Linked DNA regions of Sus scrofa: region 1 is linked to region 2. A link is a contact called in public Hi-C data. All regions are on one chromosome and are shown on one strand. The core of a region is the stretch at or near the end of the contact, and the rest is flanking DNA. Distances in the headings are between cores, read along the strand shown. Region 1 overlaps LOC102165101 (a long non-coding RNA gene). Region 2 has its middle 190 kb from the start of RREB1.

Region 1 (5,088 bases), core at 146-2,645, 89 kb after region 2:
ATATTAACCCGAGGGGGTGAGCATCCTGGCGGGTTCGCAGGGCCTGCAGGAGGTTGGATGCTGACTCACTGCCTGTGTGGCAGCCACGGGTCTCCAGGGCTCCCGCAGCGGGCGGGCTCCCGCGCTGGGCCGAGGGTGCCCCGAGGCCCCTCTGCCTTCAGCATCTCCGAGGCTTTACCCGCCTTTTCCCAATCACGCCAGCACCCACGCAAGGGAGCGTGGGCGCTGTGGAGCAAAGGTTTCTGGAAAGCTCACTGGCACAAGCAAGGAAGGACGAAAGGCTCCTGGATGGCAAAGCACCTGCAGAAGCTGTTTCTGAGCTTAGCTCCCTGGGGCTCCCGGAGCACGGGCCCCGGCCCCTCCGCTTGCTCCGCCCCCGCCCCAGGCTTGCTTCACCCCTGCACCTGTCCCAGAACAAAGTGGAAAAGCCAGGTGTGGGGCATCTTTCTTTCTGCCCCCGTGTGCCTCCCACCAAAGATCGAATTAAAGTGAAAAAGCTACGTGCCCTTGAGGTCGTGGAAACCGTCAGCTTGACCACTTGGCACAGAGGCGATGAGAGCTCCGGGGCTCGGATTGAAAATTACATTATGCTGAATGGGAGTTTACCCTCCCGCTTCTTCAGATGTCTCTACACCCAAAAATGTCATGCCAGGGAACTCCCCCTGTGGTGCAAGGAGATCAGTGGTGTCTTGGGAGCTCTGGGAGGCGGGTTCCATCCCGGCCTGGCACAGCGCATTAAGGATCTGGCGTTGCCCCAGCTCAGGTGGCAACTGCAGCTGGGATCCGATCTCTGGCCATGTGCCGCGGGGCTGAGACCGCTTTGGAGACACAGAACGGACACACCCATCCGCTCAGCTCTGATACCCCCGCCCCCAGCGAGGTTTGGAACCCCCTTTCTTGTTCCAAGAAAGCCACTCTCCACGCTGAGCTGTTGGCAGTGGGGGATGGACTCTCATGGCAGGGGGAGGGCGAAGAGAGAGGGGGGCCAAGCCAGCCCCGGTTGGGAGGCACAGCCCTGAAACAGAGGCCTGGGCTGGGAGACTGGAACTCCAGCAGCTTCTGTGAGCCGAACACGCCTGGGCGCAGGCTGACGGCACCTCCTGGTTCATGCCACTATGAAAGGACAAATTGGACAAGGAGCAAAATCAGCCAGGGCCCAGCAACTGGGCAAAGACTGTAGGGCATGCAACCCAGAATGGGGAGCCGGATGGGTCCGTTCAAGGGTGAGTGCCACCACCTCCACCCCAGGAAAGCCCTGATGACAAAGCCTGCTCCCTCTGGACCACATTTGCCTCTCCCAGGAGTCGCCGCTTCCCACTGCAGCATACCCTGTGTCCACGAGCCAGGGCCCACCACCAGGCGCTGACACCTCTCCCCAGCCCGCAGGTCAGAGCACCAGGCTGACACCAGGCTCCTGGTCACATGATCCGCACAGGGGCCTGGCTCCTGCCCCTTCGGCGGTGACCCCGGTTGCAACAGTGGGTTAAAGTTCAGAGGCTGCCTGGTAAAAACATCCACCTCCGTGATAAGCAGCTCCTTTCCTGGCAGATAAGCCCAGCAGGAGAGAAAACATTTTCCAACACCCCTCAGCCATCCTTCCAGCAGCTTCGCTATGGAAGGCCTCGAACCAGGCTTCCTGGTGCTGATCGCCAATTACAATGGGATTCATGGATTTTAATATTTTTCCCCAAATAAGCAATAGCCTGGTGCTTTATTTTCAACATGCTGCTTCAACATCCAGCTTATTTTTATTTGTTGCTTTTGTGTCGATTTATTTAAACAATAACAACAAAAAAGTGTTCACCCATTTCTTTTTTTTTTTCTTTGTCTTTTTGTCTCTTTGTCTTTTCTAAGCTGCACCTGCAGCATATGAAGATTCCCAGGCTAATCTGGGGTCTAATCAAATCTGTAGCTGCTGGCCTACGCCAGAGTCCCAGCAACACCAGATCCGAGCCTCGTCTGGCCTACACCACAGCTCATGGCAACACCAGATCCTTAACCCACTGAGCAAGGCCAGGGATCGAACCTGCAACCGCATGGATCCTAGTCGGATTCGTTAACCACTGAGCCATGACGGGAACTCCCATTTCTTATTTTTAGTAAAACCACAGGTTTTCAGAGGTAAAGCCAATGAGGTCTCCTTTCAGGCTGTTCATGGAATCAGGGTTTGGGATCACCGAGCAGACCCAAGAAATGTGGATTCAGTGAGTCCCGGTGCTGGCAGGAGGACATGGGTAGAGAGAGGACTCTTCTGAGGGGACCACGAACTTTGTCCTCTGGTCAAAATGTTCCTCCTGGCCCAGAATCTCCCACTAGGCATCCCACTGCCCTGGAGGGGAAGTTGTTAGGGGTTTAACTAATGCAGAGAGAGCGGGGCGAGGATACAAACTGGAGTCCCTGAGGTTCCCTGGCGGCACAGCAGGCTAAGGATCCAGCCTGGTCACTGCTATGGTGTGGGTTCCATCCTGGCAGGTGGACTTCTGCATGCCACAGGCGCAGCCAAAAAAAATCAGAGAAAACAAGAAAATAAAATGGAGCCCCAGCCTTAAAGAGCTTCTGACAGAGTTACACAGGAAAGTTAACAAAGACACAGTTGTCAGCCCCCAAACGTCTCCCATGCTGTTGTTACCTAGGTGGAACACCAGTGGTTTAGATTGCAGCTTTTATTTAACTTTTCTTTTTTTATGGCTACACCCGAGGTATAGGAAAGTTCCCGGGCCAGGGATTGAATCTGAGCTGCCGAATCCTTTAACCCACTGCACCTGGCCAGGAATCAAACCCACGCCTCCACAGCGGCCGTGAACCACTGCAGTTGGATTCTTAACCATTGGCAGGAGAGCCAAGGTTTTTTTTCTTTTCCATCTTTTTGTCTTTTAGGGCTGCACCTGTGGCATATGGGGTTCCCAGGCTAGGGTCTAATCGGAGCTGTAGCCGCTGACCTACACCAGAGCCACAGCAACATGGGATCCAAGCCACGTCTTCGATCTACACCACAGCTCACGGCAATGCCAGATCCTTAACCCACTGAGCGAGGCCAGGGATTGAACCCAAAACCTCATGGTTCCTAGTCGGATTCGTTGCCGCTGTGCCACGACGGGAACTCCAGGAGCTCTAAGTTTAGATTTTAAAAAGAGGACATGGGAGTTCCTCCTCCCTCCTCCACCCCCTCCTCCACCCCTCCTCCTCCCTCCACGCTCTCCCCTGGGCATCTCACCCGCAGCGTCAAGTCCCCACACTCCCAAGTCTTTATCGTCACCCCAGTCCTGTCCTCCCAGCTCCGGATTCCAGGGAAGTCATCTCCCCGCAGTCCTGACAAGTGACTCTAACTTCCCACCTTCGTCCCCCCGCCTCCCCCGGTGCTGCTTTGGCTCTTTTCTCACTCCCAGCTCTGTACACTTGCCAAGGAGACATCCCACCCAGAGAGCCCAGGCTCACCTGGCTGTGCGCCTTCCCTCCCCGGCTCCTGTCCAAGCCTGGCCAGGTAGACCTTCTGCAGGGCTCGCCAGCCAGCCCCACCTCTCCCACCCGCCCCTGCCCCCCGCCCCAGGACATGGTGTCTTTGTGTCAGGCCTTCTCCCTGGTCTCCCAGACTCAGTCTTGGTACCTGGGGTTGTCTCACTATGACTATGGTCTTTTAAGGACCCCCCCCTGGCTGGCTCCTGGCAGGTACACAGGAAGCCCTCACTCCCCAGAACACGACCATACACAAAGAGCCCTGGGCTGCCCCTGGAGCACCCAACTTTTGGGGACAGCATTTTGGGATGTTGTTGTTTGTTGATTTTCTTTTTATGGCCCCACCTGTGGCATATGGAGGTTCCCAGGCTAGGGGTGGAATCGGAGCTGCAGCTGCCAGCCTGCCCCACAGCCACAGCAACACCGGATCCTTAAGCCACTGATCGAGGCCAGGGATCAAACCCACATCCTCACCGAGACATCATTGGGTCCTTAACCTGCTGAGCTGCAACGGGAACTCCCTGAGCAACATTTTGAAATAATGATTTTTCAAGCATAGAATGTACTTAGCGAGACTAATCAATTGCAATGGGAAGCTTCCAGACTGTCCATGTGGGTTTGGTTTGTTTTGTTTTGCTTTTTAGGGCTGCACCCTTGGCACACAGAGGTTCCCAGGCTAGGGGTGGAATCAGAGTTGTAGCTGCCAGCCTACACCACAGCCACAGCAACACAGATCCTTAACCCACTGAGCAAGGCCAGGGATCAAACCTGCATCCTCATGGATACTAGTCAGATTCGTTAACCACTGAGCCACGAGGGGAACTCCCATCCATATTCTTAACGGCACATCCAGTGTGCCCTCTGTTCCCTGTTGCATGTGCCTCGATGGTTGGCACTCTGCAGGTGAGACCTTCAGGCCCAGGCCCATTTCCCTGCCAGCCTCTGAGGTGCTGGGCTCCACCCAGTTTTGAACCACCCGAGAGTGTCCTAATGGCCTGGGCCCCTCCCGCCCTCACGCCCACGCGTGGGAGGCCTTTTCCCTTTCTGATGTCCCTGCTGACTCCTTACGTCTCAACTAGAAGCATCTGGCTAGATCTAGAGTCATTTTTGGCTGCTGTTGTTAGGTTTTTTGGGCCATGCCTGAGGCATGCAACAGTTCCCAGACCAGGGATAGAGTCTACACCGCAGCAGGGACGACACTGAATCCTGCACAGCTAGGCCACCAGGGAACTCCTGGAGGCACCTTTATTGATACGGCCTGGAGAGAGGCGGCTGCCATCCTTGTCATCTAGTGACCAGGGGCCAAGGATCTGCTCCACACCCCACAACGCAGGACAGTCCCCATGGCTCAGAATGATCTGGTCCAAAACGCCGACAGTTCCCGGGATGTGAAACCGTGTCCAGATCCAGCTCAACTCTCCCTCTCTGCTCCCCAAAGCCTCCTTTCCTCCACAAAGGAGAGAGAAGCCTCGATCTCCACGTCACGTCCAAATGCCTGCAGCAACCCTTACTGCCGTTGACTCCTCTGTCTCTTCCCAAAGCTTCTTTCTTTGTTCTTTTTTTTTTCTTTTTTTCTTTTGGAGGCGCACCTGTGGGAGATGGAAGTTCCTGGGCTAGGGGGGCAAATCAGAGCTG
Region 2 (5,254 bases), core at 760-3,259:
TTCCGGCAGATATCGGGCAATATGGATATATATTCTATCCCCTGCAACCTTCCTTGCACAAAACACAGCCCGCTCTAGATGCTTACTGCTCCTTGCTTAGTTTGCATCACAGTATGTTCTGGAAAGCCTGTCCTCTCAGAGCCCTGACCGCAGCCCCTTCTTTTTCCAGCTGTGTAGTATTCCACTTCGGGGTGTCTGTCAATTACCTAGCCCTCTGCAGATGGACACACGGGTCCAGACTTCCGCTCTGGCAAGCGGTGCTCCGAGAACAACCGTGCTCACGTCCTTCCACGCACGGGCAGGCCCCCGGGGGTAAATTCCCAGAAGTGCCGATCCTCCTTTGCTTCCTGGCAAACTCTTACTCACCTCCTGACACCCACGGCCCAGGGAGCCAGACATAAGAAGAGGCATGTCCGGAGACTACGGGAAGTACGTCTGCCTTCCCCTCTAAGCTGGGAGCATCTCAGCTTAAGAAACTTGGGAAGACACCTCCGGCAGAGAGGTGGACTCTTCCTGGAGGTGCCAGGTACTACTCATCACTCTGAAATCCATATCCACAGACAGTCTAAAACGTAATACCCAGGACAGTGAAGGGACTCAGAACACACGGCAAATCCCAACGATGCACTCTTCTAGAAACAATTCCTCAACCCCATGCCTAAGGCAGAATGTCTTAAGAAAAAATCTTGAACGTGTAAACATAAACTGCATTTCAACTGTTCTTATGCTGCTGCTTTTCGTCTTTCTGGAATGTTAATGGAAGTCATCAAATGAGCGTGCAGAGAGGGGAAAGGGACCCAGCACCACTCGTAGTGTCTAAGTGTGCGGAGGGGCGAAGGATGAGCAAAAAAAGATGTGGCCCATGTCTATGTAATGACGACAGCAAACGTGTATCAAATATTTCTGTGTGTCAATCACTGTCCCATATTTCCAAATGTATTCTCTCAACCCACTTCAAAAATTGCATGGTTAGGAGTTCCCGTCGTGGCGCAGTGGTTAACATATCCGACTAGGAACCATGAGGTTGCGGGTTTGGTCCCTGCCCTTGCTCAGTGGGTTAACGATCCGGCGTTGCCGTGAGCTGTGGTGTAGGTTGCAGACGCGGCTCAGATCCCGAGTTGCTGTGGCTCTGGTGTAGGCCAGCAGCTACAGCTCGATTCGACCCCTAGCCTGGGAACCTCCATATGCCGCAGGAGTGGCCAAGAAATGAAAAATACCAAAAAAAAAAAAAAGAAAGAAAGAAAAAAAATTACATGGTTACTATCATTATTCCTAGCTTATAAATTTAGAAACAGGCACAGAGAGGTTAAGAAACATGTCCAAGTGCACAGAGCTAGCAAGTAGTGGCGCTGGAATTTGAAGCAAAGCAATCCAATGGGAGAATCCATGTCCTTCATTTCAGTGCTGTTCCTTTGTGTGTCCTTTACATAAATAAAGAATAGACATAGCATTTGGGGATTGCAGTAACAGCCAGTTACCAGGAACGCAGGCATCTTATCAACACAGAACTTCCACCTCATGGCCCAAAATGGCTACTTGAGCTCCAGCCACCACATCCACATTCCAGTCTACAGAAAGGAGGAAGAGGAAATAAGAGTATATACTCTCTCTTTACTACTAATTCCCAGAATTTGAACATGATACGTTTGCTTTTAGTCCACTGGCCACAACCCACACGGGCACCCCCTGGCCATGCCTAGTTCCAAGGAAGGTTGTAAAAAAGTAGCCCTTCTTCTGGAAACACGTGTCAAAAATACTGTGTTCTGTTACCAAGGAAAAAGCAAAAACGGATATTAAATAACTAGCAGATTCTCCCACTAGATTCTACCATTCTAGTAATAGAGAAGCACAAATGCGGGCAACCCCAGGAAGAAAGGCTTGTTTTTTGCTTGTTTGAATTACCTAGTAAAAGTGTTATCGGATGCTTAATTCTTCCTGCCCATTGGCTCTTCCACTCCCACCCCCTGCCCAAGGCATGAGAGGTCTGGGCCAACCCATCTGCTGTCTGGACTGTGTTCCCATGTTGAGCTGATATCCAATGGGCCGTGTTGCAATACCTTAAGGTCATTCAGAATAACCCTCAAACCCAAGGGCGCCTGCCCTAATAATTCAGATATTTGAAGAGCACTACCAAGCCCCACCCCAGACTCCTCCAAGCACCAACCGTGCACTCCATCGCCTCCCAGGTGCTAGCCAGGACTGGATCTGAGGTCCTAGGCGTGGCCCTACCCGGTCAGGTAATGGGCATCTATGAATACACGGCTAGAACGGCTTCTCAGATTGCTTTAGGGCTTTTGACAACTGTTCCACAGTCCATCTCAGATAGCGCTTACCACCAACTAAAGCTGCACATCCCTAATTTCCTTTCTTGCAGTTGATTTTTGGCTTTGACACAGAACCTTCCATGGCTCCCTATTTCACCCTCTCTTATGGATAGGATCTCTAGGCTGGAAACTACAAAGATGGTTTTAAATCCTGAGTCTGTCCATCAACAAATCACCCATCACTCCCACCTGCAGCTGCAGCTGGTGGTAACTCTGTGGCCTCATCAGTGTCACGGAGCAGAATGTGCCACAGGGCAGGGCCAAGGTCAACGCTGTGTAATACACCCTGAAATCCTCCCTCTGGGTCACAAGGATCTGTGAAGCAGCGCTCTCGGTGGCAACAAGGAAAACTGGTTTGGATGTGTGTTGCTGCCATAGCAACACCCAAGCAGGCAGCCAAGCGCCCCAGGAACTTGGGTGCTGGCAGCACCTGCTACCAGAGCTTCCCTTTGACATCAAGAAGACTCCCAGAGCCCGGAGGAGCAAGGAGCCAGAAGCCAGTCGCTGGGAGATGGCTTTCATTTACGAATCCACTCATTCATTCCACATTCATTCCACATTCATTCATTCCTCGTTCATTCACAACACATGCCCTGAGGTCCTCTGCCACCCAGAAAGCCCTGTCCTGAGAATACAGGTCAGAAAGACCCAGCGAGCTTGTCTGCGGACTGGGGAGTAGTAACGTCACAGCCGGGATGAGTCTCGAACTCCAGTCAGGTCATGCTGCCCCCTGCCCAGCACTCCGGGTGGCCCCCACTGCCCCCAGAGTAAAGGCCAAGGTCCTTCTGCGGCCCCCAGAGCCCTCCACGCCCGCTGCCCACCTCCCCGCTCCTCCTTCCCCCCCTCCAGCCAGGCGGCCAGCAGGCTGTGCCCCTGCCTCCGTCCTGGGTCTCTCCCTCCTTTATCTCAAATGTTTTCCCAGATATTCACATGGCTCCCTGCCCTCAACCCTTTACTCAAGAGGTTCCCACTGGGGCACAACGGGGTTGGCGGCGTGTCTGCAGCATCAGGACACAGGTTCAATCCCCCGGCCAGGTTAAAGCATACGGCATTGCCACAGATCCAACGGCAGCTTGGATCTGATCCCTGGCCCGGAAACTCCATCTGCTGTGGGGCGGCAAAAAAGACCAAAATGAGTCTTTCCTCAAAAACCACCTTCTGGAGTTCCCGTCGTGGCAGAGGAAACAAATCCACTAGGAACCATGAGGTTGCGGGTTCGATCCCTGGCCTCACTCAGTGGGTTAAGGATCCTGCGTTGCTGTGGCTATGGTGTAGGCCGGCGGCTGCAGCTCCAATTCGACCCCTAGCCTGGGAACCTCCATATGCTGCCGGTGTAGCCCTAAAGAGACAAAAAGACAAAACAAACACACCAGAAAAACCTCACCTTCTCAGCAAGGATACCTCTGGCCACCCTGTCTCAAATGTCACACTCAGAGTATTTCAAATCGTCCACCCCGATTTATTGCTCTCCTCATCCTCCTCCTCATCAGCCTCCATCCTACTTCTGAATCTCATTTCATTTCTATCTCGTCCACTAGCGAGTAAGCCTCTGAGAGGAGCAGGAGCCATGGAGCTTCCTTTTTTATCCAGAGCTCCTAGACGAGTGGTGATGTAGAGAATGAACGAACGAACAAATGAATGAGTGAATATGCAATCTCACTGTAACTCGTTCTATCCTGTACAGGAAGAAGCCCGAGGAGCCACGGAGGCGCGGGGCCTCCCAGCCCAGTCTTGGGAGGTCGAGGCTTTGCTGAGAACTGTGGGATGAGTCAGAACGGGCCAGGGGAGGAGCAGAGAGAAGGGTCCTTCCAGGAAGAGCAAGCAGCACAGGAGCAGCTCCAGGGGACAGGGACCCACTGCCCGGGAACCGGGTGCGCCTGGGGCAATTCTGGAGGACGTGGCCCCTGGGCCTTGGGGCTGAATCAGGGGTAGAAAGACCAGAGAACGGACTGCGGGAGCCCAAGAGGAGACAGGGCGGCAGCGGGCAGGATGGTTCAATCGTCCCGTGAAAGAGGATGAGCGGTGAGTCAGGCCAGGGGCGGCCACGTGCTCCGTGAAGGGCCGGAGGGCACACGGGGGGCCAATTCGAGAAAGGAGCCAGGGAGCTTGTGGCCACCTTCCCAGACACCTGTCTTTACAACAGCCATCCGGGCTGTGGGCCATCGTTTCCGACCCCAGGTCGGGGGTCCTGGGGAGCGGTGGGTGTCCTGAGGGGGTGGGGGAAGGGCAGACCCCCTGGCCAGCTCCGGGCCCAGGGAGCAGAAACCATGAGGAGCCACATCCCGAGTCGAGGACGACCCAGAAGAATCCCTGAGCACCTCATTCCAGTTCGAAATTTCCCGAGAAAGAGTGAGAAGCGGTGCGATGGTGCAGAGAAGGCAGCCCGATGGGGAACGAGGGAGAGACGGGGCCTCCCCACGAGGGTCTGGGCCTGCCTGCATTCAGGGGGGCTGCACCTGCCTGAGAGCGGCTGCAAGGCACCCTGGCCTTTCTTCTAAGACACATCCCCTTCCAGGTCCTGGGGGCCTCTCCGCCCTCCTTGGCTGGGTCCCCCCCAGGATGCCTGTCTTTTCCCTTCCACCGGAACCTCTCCAAGCAGGTCAAGTTCAGTGAGCCCCACTGAGAATCAGAAAATAGCGGGGTACGCATGGGGTGAGGGCTGCTGACAAAGCAGTCCCCAGAGGAGAACGGTGACAGGAGGACCAGGACTCTGGATCGTGGGTCTCCCCGTAGAGGAGAGATGCCAGACTCCCCAAGAGCCGCGCCCAAGACAGGTGCAGTGCAAACAACACAAATGAAATGCAACAAAACGACGTGCGAGGGACCGAGCCATGGGCTCCGCCCCGGCCCCCGCAGACGGTGGGCTCCCTCGGCCAAGGGTGGCAGGGAGGGCGCCGCTGCCCCCCAGCACGCTCCCCACGTGGGACTCC

The links. Hi-C and Micro-C count contacts between places; a contact is called where the count stands out from the background.
Region 1: a contact with region 2 is called in a Hi-C map of liver, with 1.8 times the contacts expected there. The contact joins two enhancer-like sites. A contact is called at or near these places in 5 of 47 Hi-C or Micro-C datasets (liver, omental adipose tissue and skeletal muscle) and 1 of 2 datasets of contacts at active chromatin or transcription factors (alveolar macrophages).

What each region holds. Positions count from the first base shown.
Region 1 is chr7:4,407,961-4,413,048 of Sscrofa11.1, forward strand. All of the region lies in intron 2 of LOC102165101 (a long non-coding RNA gene), which reads right to left. Among named protein-coding and RNA genes, the nearest start is that of RREB1, 100 kb to the right of the region's middle. Within about 2 kb of position 1,396, at least 7 of the 83 cell types and tissues checked have an H3K27ac peak or open chromatin away from gene starts, as enhancers often do. A contact at or near this core is called in liver, where this site is marked.
Region 2 is chr7:4,318,647-4,323,900 of Sscrofa11.1, forward strand. No RefSeq gene overlaps it. Among named protein-coding and RNA genes, the nearest start is that of RREB1, 190 kb to the right of the region's middle. Within about 2 kb of position 2,010, at least 1 of the 83 cell types and tissues checked has an H3K27ac peak or open chromatin away from gene starts, as enhancers often do. A contact at or near this core is called in liver, where this site is marked.